Linked DNA regions of Mus musculus: region 2 is linked to region 1. A link is a contact called in public HiChIP or PLAC-seq data. All regions are on one chromosome and are shown on one strand. The core of a region is the stretch at or near the end of the contact, and the rest is flanking DNA. Distances in the headings are between cores, read along the strand shown.

What was found. HiChIP or PLAC-seq counts read pairs in DNA pulled down with a chosen protein or histone mark.
Region 2: an H3K4me3 HiChIP or PLAC-seq map of embryonic stem cells shows a contact between it and region 1, with 2.5 times the contacts expected there. The contact joins the promoter of Unc5a here to the promoter of 5330429C05Rik in region 1. A contact is called at or near these places in 4 of 39 promoter capture datasets (the 3T3-L1 cell line, 3T3-L1-derived adipocytes, embryonic stem cells and 1 more), 3 of 484 Hi-C or Micro-C datasets (the N1E-115 cell line, cerebral cortex and embryonic stem cells), 10 of 115 datasets of contacts at active chromatin or transcription factors (craniofacial prominence, embryonic forebrain, embryonic hindbrain and 3 more) and 2 of 9 other capture datasets (liver and pancreatic islet).

Annotation. Positions count from the first base shown.
Region 1 is chr13:54,911,243-54,915,530 of GRCm38.p6, forward strand. It overlaps 5330429C05Rik (RIKEN cDNA 5330429C05 gene), which reads left to right and starts at 1,993. Exons shown (of 2, transcript NR_167691.1): 1 at 1,993-2,070; 2 at 2,829-3,233.
Region 2 is chr13:54,946,985-54,951,272 of GRCm38.p6, forward strand. It overlaps Unc5a (unc-5 netrin receptor A), which reads left to right and starts at 2,427. Exons shown (of 16, transcript NM_153131.4): 1 at 2,427-2,747. The coding sequence starts at 2,678.

The DNA of each region.
Region 1 (4,288 bases), core at 743-3,242:
CCACAAAGCAACGTTAGAAGATGCACCCAGCATTGCAGCTTTGGGGGGAACCAAGGGGAAGAAGAAGGAAGGAAACATGGGGTTTTTTTTTTTTTGTAGGCACATAAAATGCTTCCAGAGAGATAAACAGGATACAGCGGAGGCCAGCTGCCTGTGCCAGTGCCCAGGGACAGTAGCCAGAAGGAGGTCTTTCAAGCGTTATTTTGTGAGCAGACAGTCTCATTATGTAGCACACAGGCTGGCCTCCAACTTGCCATTCTCCTGCCTCAGCCTCCCAAGTGCTAAGGGTATAGACATGGGCCCATACCTGCTTTTCCAGCTTTTGATTTATAGTCATGGGGCTGCAGTGACCTGGTGACTGGCCAAGGGAACACCTGGTTAAAGAAAAGAAGACACTCTTTTTCTGGCTGGCTGTGGGGCATCAGGATGTGCCTTCAATGTCTACCACTGGGCTAGCCTCCTTTTCATACATACAGTCTCCTATAAGGCAGGTGGCCCATTCCTTTCCTAGACAAAGACTGGGCTCTAGGGAAGAGGGATATCCCTGCAGAGCCGGTGGGAGCCAGGTTTCACAGGCTGCTGCAGCCCACATTCTCCGGAGCACACAGGGTCTGAGTCACCTTGCGTCCCAGCGTCAAGCAGACCAAAACTACAGCATCTTCAGCTAACACGCCAAGTTGCCAAGGCCAGCTCATCCTCTCCTGAGGCCAGATCCCAGCTCCCTCTCCAGGGACGAACCCAACACCTCTCTGCCCTCACCACACCATCCAGTCAATTTTAGGTAGAAAAACCAGCAGAGAAACCGTAACACCCCGTTTATCCCTTGAAATGCAATCAAGCTGAAGGAAAGAATTAATTTTTAATTCCATCTTAATTACTCAGAGAAATAATCTATTGGCAGAGTCTGGCCCCGGGATGCCCGGCCTGATCCCTGCCTGCTGCCGCCAGCACCTGAGGCACACTCCAGGCGCTGCGAGCCGAGATGGGGTGGGCGGGGCTGGTCGCTGGCGCTCTTGCTCGGGAGTCCTTTGCGGAAAAGAACCCTGAGCTGAAGAAATTAACGCACTGTCTCACGTGGCCTTCCTCCAGAGATGTCAGACTTTTTAAGAAAAGCCATGGGCAGTATTACTTGGAGATTTAGCGCGAGGGAGATATGCCAGGCCATTTGTCACCCTGGGCTGAGAATATGGGGCTTTCTTACCACTTTGCGTTAAACAAATAGTCACGCACCTTATGCCCAGGACTCCTACTGGAGCAGAGGAGCTGGGGACCCAATAGACCAAGCCTCTGACCTCAGGAAACTGTCGCTCCAGTTGGGGGAGAAACAGGAAAACAGCAAGCAAAGGTGGGGCAACCTGAGGGAGACCTACCTCAGTCCATGCAGTGTGGAGGGGCAAGGGCTTGCCAGTAGCAGAGAGGGAGCCAGAGCGAAATGCCCAGAAAGGGCACATTTTAGGGGCCGAGGTAAGAGCACTGCAACTCAGTGAGTGCAAAGGTCCTGAGGCAGGGCCTAGATATCACTTCTCCAGTGCAGGAAGAGTAGCGTGAGTGTGGCTGTGTCTTGTACCAGAAGAAGACACCGAATGCCTGCACATACACCCATGGGTGCCCAAGAAGCTAAGAAGCAGTGGCCCCCTGAACCGCTAGCATTTAGGAATCTGCTTGCTGTCATTCTGTCCCTTCCCTGCTGCCAAGGAATTCAGACAATTGCTAATGTCCAGGAAGCCGCCCTCCGCCGGCCCTCACCAACACTGTTTTGATGTGCTAACAACTCTTAATGAATATCCTAATGAGTCACTAAAAATGGCATCATTAGTTTGAGAACAGAACAGTCTGCAGACACGAGTGTCCAAAACAACCAGGCGCTTAGCCAGGAACCAGCCACTGCCCCCTCCTAGCCCTTCTGGGCAGGCCTGCCCTCCCCCGCGCGAGCAAGGGGCGGGCTGGGTGGGGGTTTAGCCTCTGCCTCCTCAGGTTCTGGGTTGCCTTTTTAGTTGCTTCCTTTCTACTGTTAGTACACCAGGAGGCTGGAGCTCAAGAAGGGAGAAAGATGACAAACGGATTGGGAAGGTAGGGGAGGGGCTGGGACGGGAGAGAGGGGAGGGAAGGGGAGGGGAGAGGAGAGGTCTGCTTAGCCGCTGGAGAGGAGGTGAGCCTATAGCTGGAGGGTGGCCAGGAACTTGAAATGCTAACACATTGGACGAAGGTTCTATAAAGCAGGCCGAAGGCTAAATCTGACTTGAGTATATTTTATTTGCCCTACACAGCAGTTAAAAAATTTTTAATCAGCTTCCTACATTAAATTGTTCATGTAAAATTGTGCTTGATCAGCTTCTCCCGAGAAGCCAGAAGCTCTGGTTTCCTGAGCCCACGTTCTATGGTGTCCAACTGGTTTGGGGGGAGGGGGACTAGGTAATGAAAGACCCTTCCCAGTTATCCCCACCCCCACCCCATGTTCTCCAGATCTACAGGCCAAGAACTCACTGTTAATATCTATTACCAGTTTGATTTGGTTTAGAATCACCATGGAAACACAGCTCTGGGTGGGTCTCTATGAGAGTGTTTCCAATAGGTTTAACTTGAAGAGAGAAGACCCCTGAATGTGTGTGTGGGGGGGAGCACCACTGGGGGAGGTGTCCTGGGCTGAGTAAGAAGGAGGAGGGAGCTGAGCCCCAGGATTCATCTCTCTCTGCCTCCGGACTGTGGTCACAATGTAACCACCTGCTTCACACCCCTGTTACCTTAACTTTGCCACTGCACTCAAGTCTTGAGGCAGAATAAACACCAGCTCTCTTACTGAAGTCTCATTGGATTTGCTTCTGTTACAGCAAGGTGAAAAATAATTCAGAGAGAGGTTGGGGAGATCATGGCACAGGCATCAGGACCTGAGTTTGGACCCTAGCATCCGTGTAATGGCTGAGCTCTTGTCTCCACACTCCTGAAGGTAGGGAAGAAGAAACGTGAATTTCTGGAATCCATTGGCACGTATGCCCATCTACATGAGCATGTATGTGCACCTCACACACAGAGAAAGAAAAAGCGATGAATCCATCAGCCAGGATGACCTTGAACATCTGGGCTTCCTGCTTCCACCTTCCAGAGGCAGGTTTTACAGGGGTGTGTCACCATGCCTGGCTGGGCAGTTGACATTTTTTCATGGAGACTTAAAAAGCAACGAACTATATGTCTCTAAGTTGCTCTTTCTCAAAAATAAATAACAAAGTATCAAGAATGAAATTATGGGTGAGAGTCAACTTAAGAAAGTAGAGACAACTCCCGGGTGTTTGATATGCAAGTGAGGGTGAATTTGAAGACCCCAATCAGGGGGTTCAGGGGGTCTCCCCCTTTCTCTCTCTCTCTCTCTCTCTGTGTGTGTGTGTGTGTGTACAGACACTCTGAATGAGTCCTTGTTGAAGGACAGTAGGTAGAAACCAAAGAGGTGATTAATATATGCAAAAAAAAGTTACACAGCTATTGTGTGAAGTTTGAGAAAACAGCTAACACACATGGGGTGGCGGGGAGGGAAAGAATCCAAACGTTAAAGAGAGGGTTGTCACAAAAAACCAGACCTTGCTCACCTGGACCCCCAGCTCTTGACTTCTTTTCCCAGTAGCCTTCACTGTGTCAGAAAGCTTCAGTCTGAGGGCTGGTGACTCATGGGGGTTAGGGGTGGGGTGGGGGTGGGGGATCTCCTAAGGCCATGTCCTTAGTCTGGGAACCTGTGAATGTGACTTGTTTAGGAAGCCTTTGAGAGTGTAACTGGGAAGTTTGGGATGAGGAAATTCTCATAGATTGAGTGGGCCTGGGATCCAGCGACAGTGTCTGTGTTAAACCAGTTTTTATTGTGGTGGCCAAGTGACTGAAAACCTCACGTGAAGAAAGGCTTCCTCTGGCTCAGGGTGACAGTCTCTGGCTGGATCCACTGCTGTTAGAGATGGTGAGGCAGGACAGGTGGAAGCTCATAGCTTCTGAGCCGCTCATCTCTGGGCAGCCAGTAAGCAGGGAGGGAGTGTGGATGGAAAGGCCAGATGCTGACAGTAGTTGTGCTTCCGCCATTTTGTGGGTTCTTCTTCCCCCACCCTTTTCCACCTTTTCAAACCCCTAATACTAAATAGGAGAGAAAAAAGGCTAGTGGGGAGAGGGGGCGTTGCGATCATTAGACTACTTCCTGCTTGTTAGGGGTGTTGAGTTCCTTGGGACAAGTTTGACCTTTGCCTTTACAATATCTAATTTCTCCTGCTTCTTAACACATGACTACTTAACAAACCATGGCCAAAAGCAACTAACA
Region 2 (4,288 bases), core at 1,177-3,676, 36 kb after region 1:
GTGAATATGACCAGGAACAGAAGAGCCACGATGGACAAATGAGAAATAAATCTTTGTTGATTAAAGCCACTGATACTTTGGGGACCATTTGTTACCATGACAAAACCTATTCTGACTGCTACACGGGCCTCTCTAGTCTAGATGGAAAGAGAGGGGCTAAGAACTGAGAAGAGAAGAGATTCCCCAATTCTAACCCCAAAGAAGCTTTAGGAGGAAGAAATGTATGGATCACGGGCCCAGAAATCAAACCTCCTGGGGCCCCTCTCAGCCAGCTTCGCAGTTCTGGGATAAGGCTGGTCCTTGCCTAACTCTCAGCTGCCTCATCTGTGTAAAGTGGAAATGTTGACTTAACGGGGTTTCATGTACTGCTTAGAGCAAACTACAGATGTAGGCAAGGGCATAGTACTATCCAATAAACACATTGTTACTTCCTCATGTACACCATGCCCTAATCGACAACGGCCTCCCTTCAGTGTCCAAACCCCAAGCCTTCAACATTTCTTCCACACTGTGAACCCAAATTCAGATCCAGGAGAGCACTGTAGGGGTATTAATAGAATACAGGAGAATAGCCTGGGCATACAACAACTGCTCTCACACACACACCACACACACTCACACCACATACAAAACATACACATACACACACACACACACACACTGGAGCAGCCTGTAGATCAGCTCTACTCTCTAATGTGTTTGTCTAAAAAGCTGAAGTTGGGGAGTATGATCATCTGGGTAAAAGAGGTTATAAATACACACATGTATTAAAAATCAATTTTAGGGCCACCAAGATGCCTCAGTGAATAATGGGGTTTGCTATCAAGCCTTACAACCTGGCTTTCATCCCCGAATCTCACATAAGGAGAGAAATGACAAGCTGTTTTCTGACTTCCACACAGGCACTATGCAACGCACTCACATGCACACGCACACACACGTGCACACACACACACATCTTTAAAAAAATTATTTTCCCAGACAACAGCTTCTATTGAAAATTGGTAAACAAAACCAATTGGCTCCTCCCCTCCCAACAGGCACCTAGAACAAGAGAGCCATTTCGATATGACCCTGTGCCCTGTCTCCCTGCCTGTCTGGCCCTGAGGCCCAAAATCTGTACATTCACATCTGGAGCTTTGGTTGTGAATAGAAACACACACACACACACACACACATATACATATGCAGATATACACATATACAAGAGAGCAGAATAAAGCAAAACATTTTTCATAACCTTCTCTATAAAAAGTGGGAAACAAAAGACAGACCGAGAGAGGGCCTCGTGTCTCAAGAAATATAGGAGAGCTCATATCTCTTTGTGGAAGCCAAGACCATTCTTATATCATCTGGCCTGCAGCACCAATTTATATTATCGATCGGCGCTGGAGGCGTTTGAGTGTGTGACCGTCTTCACCCTTCTCATTCTCCTCCTGGCCAGAAGTGGGACCCTCTCTTTCAGATCCCTCGCCCTGTGCACACCGAGAGCGTTTATTTTCCTTCTCTAGGGCAGCCTTCTGTTTATTTTAACCAGCTTAGGGAATGGGGGTGGGGAATAGGAGATCCTCCAGCGGTCATTCTGCTGGGATCCAGAGACGCCCCGTGACTTGCCCAAGGTCACAGAGCCAGAAGAATGTGACACTTCTATTCTACCCCAGGAGTTTGTAGCTCCCAAAACCCTTCTGGTTCCTGCATCACGCCCACGTCTCCAGCGCCGCGCGCGCTCGGGGCGCAAACAACACGACGCTCCTTACAGGCTGCGCTGCGCCCTAAGGTTGTTTCCTTTGGGCCAGCGGCGTGGAGGGATTAAGAAAGCCTGGGGCCACGCTGCTACGCTTGCCCCTGAAGCCCACCAGGCTGTCTTGGGGAGGCGGATGGTGAGACGGTGGGGGCCTGGCGGCTCCTGCGCGCCGGCTGGGCCCCGGGACCTCTCCTGCAGTCCCCCATCCAAGCCGCCCGCCAGCTGCCTACCACGGCGCGCTGACGATCTCGGAGCGCAGCCCGGAGGCAGGGGTGCAAGCAGGGACTGCAGCGGAACCTGCCTGGGGCACTCCAGAGTCGAGCTGCTCTCCGCAGGCTGGCGCTGCGCCGGGGTCGCCGCAGCCCGGGGCCCCTCCCGGGCCACCTGTGCGCCGACTGGCGGACCAGGGTGATGCCAGATCCGGAAAAGCAATCCACTCCGGGATCCAGAGTCCTGTCTCTGTCCCTGGAGACTGAGAGGGGTGGTGGGAGGCCTCCCCGCCCACTACCCCAGCTCCTCCCTGGGGGAGCCTCAGGCGTTGCCCGAAGGGATCCCCGGTGCAGGGGGTGGCCCGCGCTCGCAGCGCCGCCCGGCCCCTCCTCCCCCGCCCCGCCCCGCCTCCGCCCCGCTCCGCCGCTCCAGTCCGGATTTTGCGGCGCCCGCCGGCCCGCTCCCCGGCTGCGGGCTCCGCGCGGCGGCTGGCTCGGTGCGCGGCGCGGCTGGCGCTGCGCTCCGCCCCGGCTGCATTGCTGCGCTCCGGGTGCCCAGGGGAGCCACGCGCCGCGTGCGCCCCGCAGCCGGCCGCCCGGAGGCAGCGCTGTCCTCTGGCATGGGCCCCGGGGGCGCCCCGAGGTGGGGCTCTCGGCTGAGGCGCTGACAGCCTCTCTCCCGCCCGCGGGGCCCCTAGTCCAGCCCGCTCGTCCGCCCGCGGCCATGGCCGTCCGGCCCGGCCTGTGGCCAGCGCTCCTGGGCATAGTCCTCACTGCCTGGCTTCGTGGTTCGGGTGAGTCACGCCGCGCGCGCTCTGGGGAGGCTTGCGGGGGACCGTGCGCGCGAACGCTTAGCTCTGGGGAGGAGGTGGCCGTGACCTGCGCGGCCGACCCGTCTGGGAGCCCCCGGAGGCCAAACTTTGCTGGGCAGGACGCGGGGGCCGCCACTCGCTGCTGCGCAGCTTCCTGGTGCGCTCTCCCGGAAGCCTTGCTTCTGCCAAGTCCAGAACAGCTGTCAGCGCACGGGGCTGGCGAGTGTAGACGCCCCACGCCTCCGGGTGGGGGAAGTTTTTGCTGGTTTCACGGGCCCGGGAGAATGATGGGGGGGGGGGGGGAGCGCGACGGCAGTTTGAAATAATCCAGGAAAGACAAAAAGACAAGACTTGAAGGACTCAAGGCCATATGCTAGTGCTCAGAAAATGGGGTGTGTGTGTGGGGGGGGGGGGGGGTAAGACAGCTCTTCCAGGTAGGACTGCCCCAAACAGCCACTCACAATTTCTAGCTTGGCACCTGGCCTGTGCCCACGTCTAGAACATAGTGTCCTCCTCTGTCCCCACCACACACAGGCTTGCACACGCACACACTCAGGCGTGGAGGCATCCAACAGCCCTCAGCTCTTGCAGCCGGTAGTCAAAGCACTGGGGCCCCTGTGGTGGCCTGTGGTTCCTGGCCTCGCTGCTGGAGGTGGGAGGGGGGAAGAGGAGGGCGAAGGGGAGTTGTTTGCTGTTGGCTGTTGGTTGGCGGGCTCTGAGAACCTCTCAGAAACTCCACAGCCCTGCAGTCTCCCCGCGTGTCTTGTTGGCCACCCTAACCAGCCCCTTCATAACCTAGCCTTTTAGCCCACCTCCTTGCGTGAGAGGCCTGGGGGGGGGGGGAGGTTTTGTCTAATCTCCCAAAGCCCGCACCTAGACCGAGCTGTGGGGGTCCCTAATCTCCTGGCCCCTAAGGATTTGGCAGTGCTGAGCTTCTGGGTATTGGGAAGGGTGCCTGAGCAATTCTTGGTGCTTGATGCCCCCAGAGCCTGCTTCCCGGGAGGTGATCCCTAGGCTGGCAAGGCCAGTTTCTCCTAAGGGTGTGGATTTCTGAACTGCCAATCTAGAAAGACGAGAGCTCCGTCAAGGACCAGATGATTAAGGTCGATGGCTGGTTCCTTGAAGAGTCTCTGCGTACTGCATCCTTCACCCACCACTGCCTCGACTGCCCTCCCCATCCTGCCCCTTAAGTCCTCTACCTCGTCCCCCCTGCTCTGCCTCCTTCCCCTGTCAATGCACCCTAAATCCTCACTTTAACCAGCCCTTCTTCCTAATGGCCTCCCCTTTTAATCCTGACGAACCCTCAGATTGGGCTGCCTGCTGTTGGCTGTGTATTCATGTTGTATATGTTAGCTTTAGGGGTGTGAGTTGCAGGACTGGCCATAGTCATGAGCTGGGGGTGTCAGAGGAGGTGCTGCCAGACACTGAATGGGTCCCCAGGAAATGTTTACTGAGTTGCATGTGTGTGAGAGGGGCTGTGTGGTCAGAGCTGCATTTTGCCACGTGAGCACCTGGGTGGGAAT